Linked DNA regions of Hordeum vulgare: region 2 is linked to region 1. The links are chromatin contacts, called in public Hi-C maps. All regions are on one chromosome and are shown on one strand. The core of a region is the stretch at or near the end of the contact, and the rest is flanking DNA. Distances in the headings are between cores, read along the strand shown.

Region 1 (6,069 bases), core at 2,865-5,364:
GGAGTTTTGAAAAATGTTTGCATATAAAAAAATGTTTAAACTTTGAAAAAATGTCCATAAAATAAAAAAGTCAACGATTTTAAACAAAAGTCCGTGTAAAAATCTTAAAAACAGTTCGTGCCTCTGTTTTTAGTCTCATTTCTTATTTTCATTTTTTTGTTCCATTTTTTTGTTTAAATAATTTAGAACTTTGAAAAACTTTTGCAATTTATAAAACTGGGAATTTTGAAATAAAAGTTTGAAGAAAATATAAAATGTTTGTGAATTCAAAAAATGCTCAGGATTTTTGTAAAAATATTCACATATTCAGAAAAATGTTCATAATTTTGAGAACAATGTTGGTGAAAACAATAAAAGTCCAAGATTTTGAAAAAAAGTTTGTGTGTTATTTTTTGAGTGCAATTGAAAAAAATGTTTGCTAATTCAAAAAATGTTCATGCATTTCAAAAATGTCCTAAAATTTCAAAGACATAAACTTTTTCTCCCGTTGGATTATGATCATTTTAAAGAAAATAAATTTTAAAGACATAAAAAAAATGCTAATTCAATTATGATCAGCATCATTGGAGATTATAATTGTTTTTCTCCCGTTACAACGCACGGGTCCTTTTGCTAGTTTTTATTCATGGGACTAAAACGTATCCAAGTATGACCCTAGTTTGAGTAGGTAATAGTGCCTTTAATATTTGCATTACGGTAGATGCTTTTTATACGAGGCAACCGTTTGTCATTTTCATTAAGTAATAAGCTTAAAATAATTGCTCGGGAAATCAGGTGAAAATCATGATTACATCATAATCTTGTCAGACACAACTAACTGATGGGCAAAATATGGCTTGAGCAGCTATCTTAGAACATCCTGAATTCCTGATGGACTGATTTTTGTTAAAGAACCTGACACCCAAACGACATAGTAATATTTCTCTCTACCTCAACCTATACCCGAATCCATGATGACTGGATAACCAGTGCCCAATTTCTATCGGTGCACGTCAGCAGCACACATCATCAGACGTTCTACACCTCCTCAGGACAACACACCCTCATACGAAACCGCGACTCTGAACTTCTGAAGAAGAGATCACTACAGCCCGTTCCTGCTCTTGAGCACCTTGGACACCGCCCGGATGGTCGACGGCGTCGTGCGGCAGCATCCTCCCACCAGGCTGGCGCCGGCCTCCTGCCACCTTCTCGCCATCACGTCGAAGCTCTTGCGGCCGAAGCACTCCACCGGCTGCGTCAAGTTCGCATCACATTAACGAAAATCATGCGTCAGTATAATAATTAACTAGAAGGAAGTACGCAGCGTCAGCCGTCTACTCACCAGCCACCGCTTGGCTCTCCCGTCCCAGACCTCGCCGCTGTTCGGGTACACCGCGATCGCCTTCTCCGTTTGCTGCCGGAGAGTCACGACCAAGACGCATTGTTTTCAGGTTTCAGACGTGTTGTGGTGAAAAAGGTCACCGGATATAAGACCGCTGAACAGACAGGGAAGAAACTGCAGCAGACCTTCTTGAAGTCGCGTATGATGCCCTCGACGAACTGAGGCGGCGTGCAGTTCACCCCCACGATGGCGACCTTGTCGCTGGCGTTGAGGATCTCGAGGCAGTCCCCGAAGCTCTCGCCTGAGCAGAGGTGCTTGCCGTCCACCGAGCTGAAGCAGATCCAAGAAGGCACCTGGATGTCCTCTTCCTCCAGAAGCTCAACCAGAGCCTACAAAATGCGTTCGTTCCTTCAAGCAAACGAATTTGACAGGCCTTTTGAACCAGTACTCACAGGGATTACATCAGCACAAAGCATACCTGAGCCTCCATCTTGTTGGGAATGGCCTCGAACGCGATCAGATCGGGGCCAGCGCTTGCGAGGACCTGCAGCCGGCGCCGGTGGAAGTCCTTGAGCTTCTCCGCCGTGACGTCGTCTCCGTACGACCCACTGCAAAACCAATTACACGAATGGATGTAAAACGCTTGTGCTTCTCAAGATGTTTCAGAGTTCTTGCAACGGCACTCGATCGTGTGTTGCTCACCTGTACTCTGATCCATCGGCGAGGTACGCTCCGTAGCTCCCGACGGACGCGGCGACGAGGGCGCGGTTGTAGACGGGCTTCGACTTCCTCAGCGTCGACTTCCAGAACTCGTCTCGGGCCTCCAGCGCCAGCTGGACGCTGGTTCGCAGTAACCCTTCTGCCTCCTCGAGGAGCAGTCCTCTGGCCAGGAACCCCGGGATAGTTGCCTGCAGGAAATGGAAGGCATGATGACATTTCTCTCTTATTCGTTCATGGGATTCGATCTGTGTATGAAGCCATAGCAGATTTGCAGCGGTGGAATAGCAGCGATGATGATCGTACCTGGTAGGACGAGGAGATGATGACGTCGGCGCCAGCTTCAAGATACTGCATATGGACCTGCACATGTAAAAAAAAGATGCTTATGTTGACACCCACACTGAAAACATACGCACAAGGATCTTCTCCCGTAAAAAAGTTTTTCCCCCAACTGTCTATTGTGGATTCAATGTTTGCTGGTTTTTTTTTTGTTGTTGGCTAAAGTGCAGGTTGAATTGTTCCATTAGTTTGTTTTACGCGTTTGCTGTATGTCACCGTTAAAGTTAGGTCAAGACTGTTTTTGTTTTTTTTGTTTTTGCGAATTTGGTCAAGACTATTTCTTTTTTCAGAATCATGCAAAAGTACGAAAACACCCTCGGCACGGTCCTCGTTTCATGCGGCAAATATATGATTTCCACGTTGTAACAGGCATGAGGCTATGTTCATCACATGAACATGTTGCCCAAAATAGTTTTGTACAAATACATGCTTGTACTGTGAAACTTAAAAAAAATGTTTCAAATAGGCCAAATATTTATGTATTTTCTTGCGGGCACTTTTTTTCTCAATACTTTTCTCACACTTTCCGTTTCTATGTCAAAAAATGCGCATGAGGGTATTTTAGTACTTCCGCGGGCAGTTCCAGCGGTCATTGACCTGACGATACCAGTGCGAGATGTGAAATCTGTAAAAGAAACTAACGGAACAGTAGTATGAGTATGTATTCATCTACAAAAGCAATGGCCGAAGTTGAGTTAGCTTCCGAGACTCGTCTGAAGTCGACGTTTTGCTATATAGGAGCAGTAGTTTGCAACACAATTCAGGTGTAGGCAGTAGGCACTATAAAAGTCATGTGACGAAGCGGTCAAGTCAAATTAATCGATGTACTTAGGCCTAAATCTGAACAATAAAAGTGGGTGGTCTATTTCCCCCTTAAAACCTCTGCCTGTCAAAAAGTTAGGTGACCTCCTCTTCAATCTCTTTTTAAATGCTGAGAGGTACTAGTAGGTCATATCTCTTCAATTCTTTTTTAAATGATAAAGATAGGTAGGTGAGAAGATGGAAACATTGCCATGGTCCTGGTCATCACCAAGATTGATTCTACTTTTGATCTGCGCATACCACGCTAGTATTAGCTGTAGGGATAGAGTTGACCAGTAGCTAACATAACCTTAAAGCACAAACCCTCACCACATGCCAAACCGCGTCAGACAAGATACTAAATAAGCTACTAATTAACTACTTACGTATAATAGTAATTTATCAGCTGGTGCATCGATTATATTGTGATGATGCGGCGAGCACGACGGGAGACGGCCGGATCATGGATATGCTTGCTGCTGGTCATGAACTAATGATGATGATAATACGAGGAGGCCGAGGCATTGTGCACGCCGGCACGTCGGCCGGTTGGGTTGGGTTGGGTTGTGTTTACCTCCTTGATGAGGTGCGGCTTGGTGATGAGGCAGGCGGCGCTCCAGAGCGGGTCGTTGATGTCGGCGCCGAGCGCCTCCAGCTGCGTGGCGAAGCCGCCGTCGATGACCGCGCATCCGCCGGCCTTCTTCACCAGCTCCTCCACCACCCCGCCGCCCATCGCAAACCTCTTTGATCGATTACACGCTTGCGCAAAGCACGGCTCGATCTCAGCACCAAGCGCAGCAGGACTCGAGGAGGGCGAAGACAAATGGGTACGAGAAACGGGGAAGGAGACGGAGCGGTATATATAGCGGCGGGCCAACGGCGGTAGTAGGGTGGCTCGCTGGCTGGCCGGGTGGAGACGGGGAGGGAGGGAGGGATTGAAAGGAAGGAAAGGTTTGGTGAGGGGCGACTTAATTTGGCCAAGAAGCAAAGCAGCAGATCACGCCATCAAAGGCCCGACGTACGCGGACCGGTTCGTGGGGTAGGTGCAGCCGCGGGTCGGTTCACGTCCAGGTTACTTTCAAGCTTTCTTGGATGTTTGGACCGCGCCCGACGCGACAGGACACGTTAGGCGTTACGCATGCATGGTGCGGAGTTAACGCCCGCAGCATGAAACCAGCTGTGCGGCGGAGTTAAGGTCTGCATGAGGCTGGCTGGCGAGCTGCATGGTGTGTGGTGCAAGAGTTAAAAGAGCCTGCATGAAACTGGCACGCTTGGAGTGCAGCAGGCGGCAAGGACCGCGCCAAGTAATTTTTTGTCCTTGAGCGAGCAGCTTGGACTTGAGTATTATTATTACTCCCTACGTTTCAAAATATAAGTCTTTTTAAACATTTTAATAAGTGACTACATACGGAGTAAAATGAGTGAATACATACTTTAAAATATGTCTATATACATTTGTATGTAGTTTAATAATGAAATCTCTAGAAAGATTTATATTTAGGAACGGAGGGAGTATTAGTTTATGAAATTTCCCTTTTATTGTACTGTGCTACTGCTCTGAATCCAGAAACACCTCTAGCCTAGATAGTGCAAAAGGTGTTCCGGTGCAGTACTTGGTCAAGAACCACAGTTGCTACTAGCTAATGGACGACCACGCCGACACGGGGAAATGTTGGGCAGGCCCGAGCACTCCAAATAGTTTTTATGATATTTTTCTTTTGGAGTGTGACTAATTTTGGTGGAGGTGCCACCAACTCACCAAGGCCAGCTATGTCAATAAGAGTACGTACGTAAACCGTGTGAAGATGGGCAAGAACCTGTTTTATTTGTCAACAATCCACGGTCCAAAAGCTTGAATTGGTTCACCTTTGACACAGACTAATTAATCGGTCAGTCAGGGCGCCACACTTCCCATCGTCGCGATGCCGATTGGGGTGCGTTTGGTCGTGGAGGAACAGCTAGGTGGTCTCTCTGAGTTGAATGGAGTATAAGTCAGCCTGTCACTGGATTTTATTAACGAACCATGGCACCCTGGAGTTGCCGGTACCAACCAACATGGGCTGCCAAGGATGGCTCCCACGAACGCGCCTTCGGCGATGGAGGAGTTGTTGGTCAGGGGCACACAAACGGTAACTAGAATTTGTTTTGGTCTACCGATGCGTCAAACAGCGCATGCCGGGTGTGGTTGAACGAAGTATGTGTCGGCTGGTTTTATCAAAGGAAACCATGGTGGCTCGCCGACACTGGAGTTGCCGGTACAACGTGGGTTGTAACCAAGGCTTCGAGCAGTGCACCCTTGTGGAGGCCAGCTGTATGCTATGCTACAAAGTAGTAGGTCCCTGTGCTACAGGGTTAGGTAAAACAGTAAAAATAAACGTACTTAGGGCTCTTTTGATTTATAGGATAGGAAAAATGGAGGATTGACATGCCCTCTCCATTTGAATCATGTGGAAATGAAAAACACAGGATTTGGCACAAGTGGGTGTTTGAAGGGAGAGTAGGAAAAACATAAAAACTAAGGCATTATAATATTATTATTTTGAAGGATGCGCATTCAAATAAATAGTCGTTGGTCACTAAGCTAGCTGTTAGGTTGCAGTAATACATATACAAGCTCTTCACTTCATACAACTCTAAGATTATTCATAATGAAAATAACATAGGTAGTAACATAGATGTCACCTAAAGAAAAAATATATGATGTGTGAACCAATTAATAAAAAGAGAGAAATTGAGTAACTTAGCTAGTAGTTACTCATACTATGGCCCTGTTTGAATACTCTAACTCGGTTAGAGGTTAGAGTTATATTCTAACCCTGGACTAACCCTGAACTAACTCTAACCAAAGAGGTGTTTGGATGAAAGGGTTAGATTGTCAATAAATG
Region 2 (5,823 bases), core at 1,555-4,054, 220 kb after region 1:
TAAAATTCAGAATTATTAAAATGGATATAAATGTCGATGATTTAATTTTTATTTCATTTTCCAAATGGGAATCATGAAATTTTTTAGGTGCAAATTAATTGCATTTGGGTGAGTTATTGGGATGCCATTTTACTATATATAAACATGGCAAATGTAATAAAAAATTTCTCAATGCCCATTGTTAATACCATGCAATGTTTTTTAATATATATTAGTTTCGAGCATGTGTGGTGCATAGGAGACTATTCATCTTACATGTTATCGTCTTTAGAAAGAAGTGCCAAGCATTTTGACTTGAGAAAATTGCATTCTTCTACATTTTACTACTTCTCCCATTATATATGCAAAATAGGAGGATTATGTTTGCAACTTAGGTCAAGAAGCGTCTGAAGGTGGTCAAACGTGAGTGATACATACTATTTATGTAAAGGTAATCACTCGTATGGATGATTAACTTTTTTCATGCATTGCCATGGAATAAGCAATAGTTTGTTGACAAACACTCGCTTGAAAGTAACAACATTTTTATGTAGTCGGCATTCTTCTAGAAAAGCAACATACCTGAGTCCTACAGAAAAAAAAGAAATTCAGTAAAGCCCCCAAAACATTTTGAATGTTATCTCTTTAGGCTCTCATATTTAGCTCACGCATCCATCTTTTGTTGAAGCGAAGCTCAAGGGTCCAACTTGATATGCCCTCTCTTTCATTTGGTTTATTGGAGCTTAGAATTAGTAAATTTAGTGACCTAAAAGAAATTTCGGGTTTAGGAGATAGAAAGTGAAGGGAATCTGTTTCTCTCTCTTTTATGACCGCTACATACATTTGAATCATGAATTAGGCATGTGTGTGTGCAAGGGAGGGTAGAGGAGAGGAACATTGATATTTTTCATACTTTGTATGAACATTTCTGGTCACAACTTCCCATTTTTCATGGCAACGCATGAGCGTAGCAACTTCGTGGTAGAGGCCGGGATGAAGGACGGGTCCAGTATAGAATCAGGAGGTACTAGCACTAAGATAATAAGGCGGTTGATGCCTTGTCCTTTGACATTGGCCTTCCATGAGGCAGCGATCAACGTCTCACTTAGACACGAGTTAGTGGATTTTGCGATAACGGTGAGGGTTTAGAGTGAGAGGGATGGGGGTTGCGTTGGTCCGTTCAGATACGACAGTCCGAGCGAAATAATTTGCAAGAGTGAGTGGTTCATATTTGCTTTATCAAGTCGTGTAATTTTTTTGTTAAGATAGAAGAATAAACATAGTTGTTTGTTGCTTCAAGAGTTATAAATAGAAACAATGATGTATCAATTGCATGCCCAATAACGAATATCATATTTTTTACCATATGTTACAATGTGGCAATGGGTCAAGAAACATCAGATCTGCCTTCTTGGCTGAGGGGGCGTCATGGGCGGTGCGCACCTTGTCCCCCTTAGTGGTGGTGGTGGATCAACATGAACATGAGGGGAAGGGATGCGGGCCAAGCCATTTGCGTGGGGACTCCTCCATGGTGGTCAGTGTGGAAGTACCATGTAAAGCATGAAAAAGATGAGGTGGGTGTCATCCAATTTTAAATGAGACGTCTCGAGCAAAAAATATCCCGCTACGACGGGAAACCGAACGAGATGGGGGGTTCCGACAGGAAAAGAGAATGATGAGTTGTGGGTTGGGATTTTTATGTTGGGATCGCGTGTGGGAAATGACATGACGGATAATTCGGACAATGATACCACCCCTACATATAGGCTAGATTGGAGGAGTCCGGACTGTCCGTGCAATTTGATTTTTGGGAGCCCGTAGGCGTCCACTTGATGTCTAAAAACAATCGGGCATATGAGGGGAAATGAGCTTCCACTTTAAAAACGGCCTTCATATTTTTTCTTATTTACTAGCATCATTGCAGCCCATAGTAACGCATGGGCGTTCTACTACTTAATATAGTTTGGTGATGTAAGAAAATAGTAATTAAGGTGATTGAGCGACTTATGGTAAGATTAATTAATTAAGCTTTAGTTTTTAAAGATTTATTATAAATTAATCTTGATTGATTCTTTCACATCAATTCATCATTAAATATATATGATGATGGAAGGAGGAACGAAAAAGTAGATGAAGGTTGGAGGGGAAATACAGAAACCGTGGAACGAAAGCTACCAAATCACACTTGAATAGAGACATGGAAACACTCGAACGGGAGCTAGGAAGGGAGACAAAAAAACTGAAAGAAAATGTTAATTAATGTAATTTGGTGATGTATGTAAATATCAATTAATGTAATTGAGCAATTTATGATAAAATTAATTAATTCAAATTTGATCTTTAAGGATAATTAATCTTAATTCATTCTATAACATAAATACATTACTAAATATATGATGGCGGAAGGAGAGACAAAACAAAACCAGACAAAAAATACATAAAGGTGGGATGGAAGAGTGGGAAAAATCTGGAATAGAATATGCATTAATGTAATTTAGTGATGTATAAAAATATTAATTAATGTGATTGAGCGACTTATCGTACCATTAATTGATGCAGATTTGGTCTTTAAAAATTCATTAAAATTAAACTTGATTGATTTTTTTTCTTATAAATACATTATCAAATATATGATGATGGAAGGAGGAAGGAAAAAATCAAACGAAGATGAGAGGGAAGATAAAAAAACCCTAAAACGAAAGCTACCAACTCCTCTTCAAGTGTAGAGATTCTCATCATAGTTTATCGTGAGCTATTATGCTTTGTTGTATCCCATATGGACCGGTCTGTTCGGATCGCGCCTCGTGCACATGTTTACTGCTCGCGAGGTTCCTACAAGGATACACCTATCTCTCGCCACACACAAGTATAACCACAGTCTCGCCCGCGAGCAGCTACGGCGTGCCAGCGATGGGACATCCGAGGAGGGACGAGGCTTATCATGATGTCTCACTAATTTATTTATTTTTAAATGTTCAGAATATAAATTTATATATTTTATAATTACATATTTATTTTAAAAAAATTGAAACTATGATTTTTGTAAAAATAACTACATAAATGTATATATTTTAAAAACTTAATTTAATCAAAAAATGAAAATCATGACTTTTGAAAATGTTAACACGGTATAAAATTGTTGACAGCTTCAAAATTATGGCGACAATGAAAAAAATATTTTTGCCATTCAAAATGTATGGGAACTTTTTGAAAAAATTGTATACATTATATAGATAATGTTTTGTATAGTATAAAAGAAACCATTAGTACAATTCAAAAATTGTACATGAAGTTTTAACTAAACGTTCCTACGTTGCAAAGAAAAAGGTTCTGTCAATCTTTTTTATATAATTTAAGACCATGTTTGCTTAGGTTTATGAAAATGTTATTACCACTAAAAGAGTGTTTCAACGTGTATTTGAAAAAGTGTTGACCATGTATTAAAAACAGGGTAAACGTTTACATACGACAGTCCGGCCGAACGCTTGGGCCGGTCCATCGCACGACGTCTGATGCGATTAGATCTAGCGGCTCGCATCCCGTCACAGCCTTATCCCCTCGCGCGAGTTTCTGACCACACGCGAGCACCCTTCTCTCCCCCGAGCGACCTTCTCCTCCCCCCCCCACCTTCTCTCATCTGTTGAGGACGACCACCGGCCGCCGTCGTTGGGGACGCCGACCTGATGCGGCGAGAAACTTTCTTCTCCCCCGTGCTTCTACGAGCATCTCGTCCCCCAGCCAAGCTTCTCATGGTTTCGCCGGTGGGGTCGCATCGCCGAGGGAGGCCCTCGAGTTAGTGCTGCAAGCGGAGGCGCTTGTGGACATGGGGTTGCTGTTGGACGGCGATGGAAACCATTTTTGCGCTCATGCTACAACCGCTGTCAAAAAAGCTTCAAACCCAGATGAAAAAGCTTCATCCGGGCATATAAAAAGCTGCAAGCGGTCATTGTCATGGCGGGATGCTGCAACCGTTGACATAAAATGCTACAACCGTTGATGAATAAAGCTGCAACCAAACATATAAAAAGCTGCAAGCGGTCATTGTCATGATAGAATGTTGCAACCGTTGACATAAAATGTTACAACCGTTGATGAAAAAAGCTACAACGAAGGACCGACAAGGTTGCAGCAAAAATCACAACGCCACTGTTGCCACCAAAAACTTCAACGTGGCCGTTGCAGCAAATCATGTCACTGGATGTAGCTTTTTTCATTACCGGTTGTAGCAAAAATTGCAAAGCCATATGCGATGTAGCAAAATGCAACACTAGTTGCAGCAAATAGCGATGGCGGTTGTAGCAAATTGTGATGCCGGTTGAAGCATGCAGCAAAAATCGATGTTAGTTGCAGCATCGTGTATCGTGAGTGTGCCTCGCCATCGCAGTTATGCAGCTTGTCCGCCGGAGCTGGGGAAAGAGGTGGCTGTGGGCGTGGGACTGGGTTACTGGCATCCTCGCCGGGGATGGGCGCCGTTCGCCGGGCCCGGTGGCCGTTGCCGCTCGCCAGGGCTGCGCGCGATCATAGCTTGCCGGTGGCCGTTGCCACTCGCCGGGTCTGCTGCAAGCTGCAAGGGCCGTAGACGCCCGATGCTGTGAGCGACGGCAGCGGCAAGCGCGGAGTCCACCACCGGGTACTGCCCTAAAAACAGGGACAAACCATCATGTATTTGAAGAATGTTCAATGTGTATCAAAATAACGTTTTACGTGTGCACTAAAGTATTTATATTCCGTACTAAAAAAGGTATCCATGTGTAGGCAATATAAACTAAAAAGGAAAAAAACAAAGGAACATAGAAAAGCAAAGAATATCAATAAAGAAGAAAATAAAAGCAACATATAAAAGAAGTAAACATATGAAAACCGATTGAGAACCAAATTACTATAACAGAAGAAAAAAATACTGTGAGGCACACGCTGCTACAGTACTTTGCCGATCTGATCGCTCCGCGTCTGAGGCGAGGCGAGCATGCGTCAGGCGAGATATAGTTCAAGCGTTCCTTAGAGCATCTCTAACAGCTGCCCTATATAGAGAGTGTTACAAACAATCTGTCATATAGGGCAAAAAATGACTAAACACGGTTTTCAACAGCTGTCCTATCTTGGGCATTTGGCCAAAGAAATTCAGGGCAATGCCCTATATTTTGCTCAAGTGTTGTAAATATGGGACACCTAGCTAACTGCCCCAAATTTTCTGGCAACGCACGCGCGCGTCCAACTGCCATCCGGAAGCTTCCCACCCCGTCGCGCGCCAATAAAATCCCCAACCCGCCGCGCGCTGCCGCACCAAATTCGCCGGCGCCGTCCACCTCCCGCCGCGCCAACCACCCGCCGCCGTTCCCCTCCCCCCAAACGCCGTCCCCTGCCCCCAATCGCCCCCCGCCACCGCCGTTCCCCCTCTTCCGCCATGGCACCGCGTCGCCGCCCGAGCTCCGGCTTCTTTGGCGTGCGGGAGCGCCCCTCCGGCCGATTCGCAGCGGAGATCACCGCCGACGGAGTTCGGTGGTGGATAGGGACATTTGACTCCGCCGAGCTCGCCGCACGCGCGTACGACGCGGCGGCGATACGATTCGGCCGGCCGCGGCGGGACCTCAACTTCCCCGATACCGACCGCGACTACGCGCTGTGGCTGGCGCCGCCGCTGCACTTCGTCGACGTGACGGACGGGCACGAGCAGCGCCGCCAGCAGCTCCGCGAGCGCGCGAACCTGCGGGCGGCGAAGATCAACGAGCTCCGCATGGAGACGCTCCGCCGCGACCACCCCGAGCTCGTGCAGGCGGAGCTCGACTTCTTCGCCGGGCGGAAGAAGAAGAAGTCCGCCGCAGCCCGAGCCGACGGTGCGGGGCC

What was found. A called contact is a pair of places that touch in the nucleus more often than the background predicts.
Region 2: a Hi-C map of leaf shows a contact between it and region 1, with 9 times the contacts expected there. The contact joins the enhancer-like site here to the promoter of LOC123449286 in region 1. A contact is called at or near these places in 2 of 6 Hi-C or Micro-C datasets (leaf and seedling).

What each region holds. Positions count from the first base shown.
Region 1 is chr4H:529,407,314-529,413,382 of MorexV3_pseudomolecules_assembly, forward strand. It overlaps LOC123449286 (homocysteine S-methyltransferase 1), which reads right to left and starts at 4,115. Exons shown (of 7, transcript XM_045126443.1): 1 at 3,759-4,115; 2 at 2,348-2,404; 3 at 2,027-2,232; 4 at 1,803-1,932; 5 at 1,510-1,713; 6 at 1,325-1,396; 7 at 711-1,234. The coding sequence starts at 3,917. The coding sequence ends at 1,085.
Region 2 is chr4H:529,624,272-529,630,094 of MorexV3_pseudomolecules_assembly, forward strand. No RefSeq gene overlaps it. Among protein-coding and RNA genes, the nearest start is that of LOC123449287, 180 kb to the right of the region's middle. Within about 2 kb of position 2,805, at least 3 of the 3 cell types and tissues checked have open chromatin away from gene starts, as enhancers often do. A contact at or near this core is called in leaf and seedling, where this site is marked.